Linked DNA regions of Gossypium hirsutum: region 1 is linked to region 2. A link is a contact called in public Hi-C data. All regions are on one chromosome and are shown on one strand. The core of a region is the stretch at or near the end of the contact, and the rest is flanking DNA. Distances in the headings are between cores, read along the strand shown. Region 1 holds the start of LOC107896973 (probable UDP-N-acetylglucosamine--peptide N-acetylglucosaminyltransferase SEC). Region 2 holds the start of LOC107927609 (protein TIC 22-like, chloroplastic).

What was found. A called contact is a pair of places that touch in the nucleus more often than the background predicts.
Region 1: a contact with region 2 is called in a Hi-C map of leaf, with 2.1 times the contacts expected there. The contact joins the promoter of LOC107896973 here to the promoter of LOC107927609 in region 2. A contact is called at or near these places in 2 of 34 Hi-C or Micro-C datasets (both in leaf).

Annotation. Positions count from the first base shown.
Region 1 is chrA10:73,730,036-73,732,735 of Gossypium_hirsutum_v2.1, forward strand. It overlaps LOC107896973 (probable UDP-N-acetylglucosamine--peptide N-acetylglucosaminyltransferase SEC), which reads left to right and starts at 1,321. Exons shown (of 28, transcript XM_016822296.2): 1 at 1,321-1,808. The coding sequence starts at 1,595.
Region 2 is chrA10:73,359,290-73,361,999 of Gossypium_hirsutum_v2.1, forward strand. It overlaps LOC107927609 (protein TIC 22-like, chloroplastic), which reads right to left and starts at 1,456. Exons shown (of 8, transcript XM_041079327.1): 1 at 774-1,456; 2 at 247-321. The coding sequence starts at 1,271.

The DNA of each region.
Region 1 (2,700 bases), core at 71-2,570, 370 kb after region 2:
CAAAATATAAAAGATAGAAATACAAAAGACATAATAGTGAAATATGAAATTAACGTTATTTATTTATTCATCGTTCAAATAAATAAAAAAACAATACATGTTTACTACAATATGAGCACATTTCCCAATAGAAATGACTAAATCGAGGTTTTCATGTTTTTAATTTTCCTTCTACATAGTTGTTACATGTTTTGCATGAGGATATTGTCCTTCCAACCATAACTCAAATGATTGTGTTGTAATTTGTTCTTTTTCTTTTAGTCGCCAAAAAATAATTTAATAAATTTATTTTGTTAAATTCATATTCATTACAAACATTATTCAGTATTTTTTTAATTTCAAAATGAAACACTAACAAATTTAACAACAAAAAGATATTGCATTAATAATTGGATATGAATTTTAAAATTTAAAAAGTAAAGAGACTAAATTCCCAAAAGTAAAAGTGCAGATATTATATTTTAAATTTGTGAAGAATAAAAAAAATTTATATCGTATTTTAACTAATTATAGTATACTAAAAGCTTGTATTATTCATTGGCCAAAAATTTTCATTAGTGAAATTTATCCATCCATCATGTATAATATATATTTATTTATTTAAAATGTAAAAAGTTAATTGCACTAAGCATTTTTAAACTATGGTCTACATTTTAAATTGGTTTCCAAACTTTAAAATGTTCTAATTACATCTTCAAACTATCGATGTTATATTAATTTGGTCATTTGATTGTTGAAACCGTTAATCTAAGTAAAATGTTGCTAAGTATTATGGAAAAGAAAAATTTTGCTAAGTAACTTCTAAAAAGAAGAAAAGAGTATACAATAGTTTTTGTAAAAGTTTCAAAAATCAAGATTTTTATGACATATATTTTTATAATATCCATTTTTTTTAAAATTTTCATTTTAAGTAAATCACATAAGATCTAAGGTTTCATTTAACAATTAAATTAATAATTTTAATAATGAAAGGATCTTATCGATATAATATCATTAGTTTGAAGATATAATTAAAATATTTTAAATTTTGAAGATCAATTTAAAATATAGATTATAATTTGAGGATGTTTGGTCAAAATAAAAAATAAAAACTATTATATTCGAGTAATGGGACGCGTCGGATCCAGTCCGGCCCGTTAGACACGTATCTAATGGCCTGACTTTTCCCGACAGATTTACTCAACCTCACAGTCTGTGGACACGTGTACTTTTACCTTCCAAAACTGGACCGAGAAATCCCCTACGACCCTTACTATTCCTATGCTACATGGAATCTCTTCTCGAAACTACTAAATACCTCTTTTAAGTTATATGAACAGTGTCACATGTGCAACGTGGTGAATAACCATTGCATAGCAGTGAAAGAATAAGCTCAAAGAGTTCACACGTCATAATTACCGATTCAATGTTAATATTTCTGGTTCTTATTACAAAAGTATGTATAATAGAGGTTGAGAGATATCATAATCGGAAAAGCGGGGTTCTCTCTCAATATTAGAATTTAGAATTTTCTCGAGAAAAAAAAATTCAAATTCCTTTTACTTCTCTATTTTCCTAGAAAGTTTTCTTCGTGATCCAAGCGGGAAAAAGAGAAATGCTCTCCTTGCAGAGCGATCCTCGGCTGCAACAGTATCACCATAACCAACTGTTTCAACAACAACAGCAACAGGTTCAATTGTTTCCGTATAACCATGACTCATCGAGTCTGAACTCGGATTTTGGAGGCGCCGTTGCTGCTCCTGCTTCTTCCTCTTCTTCTTCTGCTGCTGCTGCTTTGTCTAATGTTAAGCTTTCTGATCCAAATGAAGGTTCGTTTATTTTTGGCCTTTTGCAAATTTTCCATGCTTTCAAAATTTTCACTTCTAGGGTTTTGCAAAATGTCTTGTATGTAGATTCATGCAATAAACTATACTGCTATATTTGCATGTAATTGTGCTTTTATGTTTCGCTTTACTAAAATTTTCCCTTAAAAGAAGCTTAGCTTACGGATTTCAAGTGGATGCTTGAGTTTGGGCGATTATTTTTACTTAGCTTTTATCTTTTTTTCTTGGTTACTTTTGCTACTTGCCTTTTACTTCGGATAAGAAACAAACAAGTTTATTTGAAGATAAAAAGAACATTATTAATACTTTCTTTTCTAACTTCAAAATTTTAGATTTATTCGGTACGATTATGTAAATATTGATTATACGGAATATATTAGCGATTTGCTCGTTTTTAATCAGATGTTAATTTTCTTCAACTCTTAGTAATTCTTTGAAACTTTTGAGAAAGCAAAAGGCTAGTAATAAAAGCAATAACTCGGCGAGTCTTAATTAGTCGGCTTTTGATTGAAAGCTATTTTTATTCTATGATTTGTGAACAGTCTCAATCGTTTCATATTTATGGGTGAAGATGTTTGCTTTTGTTTAAGCTCTTTTATAGCAATGGTTACAGAGTCCTCCTATGGTTGATATGATCTTTTGAAATTATAAATTTGCTAGTCCTGATCTTGGGTTTTCATCCAGAGTTAACCATTGTTAGGTTGAGCCTTCACTTTTCTTATAATTAATCAAGGAACTCTTGTGTTAAAAAGTGGCATTTTTTAGGTTAGATGGTGCACATCTTGTTATTCACTTTTAATTGGTGGGAAATTTTCTATCTAGAAGTAACTTTTAGATTTGGAAATGTCATATGACTAACTTATGTTGTGTAAGAACT
Region 2 (2,710 bases), core at 206-2,705:
TAAATAAGATAATCACTTTTGAATATACTGTTTGGCTCAAGTCCTCATGTCAGACATTTTCCTTTGTCAGGATTATTAAAACATATCATATCTTTTGCATGAAAGAAAGAACAATAAAAAGTTATAGGATTCCTACATCAATCTTGAAACTTATAAGAACCCAAAATAGAGAGCATAAAATTCATTCTATCCACATAACACAAAGACTCACAGACAAATTAGCTCATTTTATAACAAACTACTCACTCTAAGTGCATTCTTGATCTGAGTGGACTCTGGTACCAGCCTAAGTGCCACACCAGCAACCTGCAGCTGGACAACCTGCAAAACCCCCATATCCAAGCATGACTCCTCCAACATTTATCTCATTCATATAAACCAAACAAACAATTAATTACACAATGAAAAAAAAAAACCAAATTAGTTAAGATTTAAAGGCACGGTAAGTTAACAATCTAATAACAGGCTCGATTTCGTCTTTTGCTTTTGCGGCTTACTATTTCCTTGCTCAAAATGTTGCTAAAAAGAAATATTAGAAAGTAAAAAGCTCAATCCTATGTCACTACAAGAACAAACAGCTGAAGCTAAAACATTTTCAAATCTGTTATTTTATCTTTTATATCTAAGAAAATGGCAAACACAAGTGGGAAACAGACATTAGCCTCTTAATGGACTCCATAGTCCATAAAACTTTGTACATTTTCTACACAAATTCAATCTATCAAACGCATTTTGAAAAATCCAAATAGAAAGAAAGAAGGAAAGAAAATAACCTTGTTAAGAGCAACAGCAACCACTTTAGAACCTCCTTTTCGCATGCCAGGATCCATATTCTTCATCTGTTCCAAAAGAGCCTCAGCGTCCTCCTTCTTGAAACACAACAACCCAAGTGATTTTTTCGTCGAAACACCCGAAACCAACACGAATTCCTCCTCTGAGTTACTCAAGGCATAGACCGGAACCCCAGCCAATCTCTCTTCTAATTTCTCTGCCGGCATGGCATCACCGTTTTTTTTACTCAAAGCAATCTGGGTCTTGCTAGAATCAGCAATTCGAGCAAAAACCGGCCCTTTTGGAGAAAAAGAAGGCGGATTAAAGTGAGAAAAGGTGGAGTTAAAAGCGTCCATTAACTGATTTTGAGTTTGTCGGAAGAGAGAAGAGCAGTGGGTCTGGATGTTCGAGAAGGCTTGCTGGAGGTCTTGGAGAGGAGGGGTTTGTTTGAATGGCGAGAAATTTTTGGGGGTTTTGGAGTTGCTAGGGGGGTTCATCATTCTTTCCTTTTTGGTTCACGGGAAAATTTAGGATAATATCGGAGAAAACAGTGAGCTTTTGTAGTTGGAATCAGTTTCGGGGATGAGTAGGGAGCGACCGAAAGGAGGGAAATAGAAAAAACATTCATTTGCCGGCGACAAGCGAGAATTTAGAAATATGGGCCGGACGGGTGGGTTGGACCTTTAGAACAAAATTTTTAACCCTCGATCCAAATTAATATCTATTAATAATAAACTCTTCAACACCTCATATCATCATCTTGCTTGAATCACTATTTAACTCGTGATTAATCGGGTGGGATAAGTTAGTCGTTAATTCAGTTAAATTACGAATCGCACGATTGATTTTTCATGTTTGGGCCCAAAATTTTGACCCAAAGCAAGGAAAAAAGTCGAACTTAAACCAAGCCCAAATACAAAAAAGTTTTGAGTGCGTTAACAATTGGTATCAAAATTTATGGAAACATAAAATGAGCACTAAGTCTGTGAAGTAGAGCATCGAGGACCCAACCAACTTATGGGCCAAGCCTGCTTATTCTCTAATTATTTTGAAATAGAAATTAGAGATAGCTGTTATCAAGGAAAGTTGGTTATATTTGCTACCCACAAACTCAATTGTATTGATTAATTACTCAATCTATCTAATACTATGAATTACTTTTTCTTCAATTATAACAATATCATCCTTTTCAATAATGGTGATAAAGTATATTGCCATTTTTTGAAGCATGGTCATTCGAAAAATAAAGTAAAAAATTTACTTTTGGGACAATATTACTATTTTTTCATAATTATAAAATCAAAATCAAATTTTAAATTATTTTTAAATACTATTGAATTATTTGAATACAAACCAAATGTTTAAAACTTATTTTAATTTTAATCATATATTATTTTGAGATAAATGCATTATTATTTTTAAATAAACTAATGATATTTTAAAATAAATAAATTAAATTACATGTTTGTCAATAATAAAATAACTTTTTAATTATAAATGTTATTAAAAATATTAAAATTAATAAGTTTTTTATTTCATTTCATTCCATAATTTTAAAAAATATCATCACATTCTAAGTAAAATATTTAGTTTAACTAAACATATTGTTTTAGTCACTTTAAGTTGATAATGGACTATAAGGATTTTTCACACCCCAAGGATGATGGAAGGCTTGCAAGACATAGGGTAACTATAAGGGTGTCCAAATTTATACTTCAAGACGCTCTTCGATGCTTAATTCATAGCAGAGGCGTAGCCAAAGGGGTAGGAAGGGGCCTTTCCCCCCTCCCTCTTAACTCAAAAGAAAATTACCTTTATAATCCCTCCCAAAATTAAAAAAAAAACAATTTAGTTCTTCTTAACATTTGATTTAATGGAAAAACCATAATTTTAGCCTTTTTTGAAAACTTCAATACAAAAATTTTATATTTATCTCCCT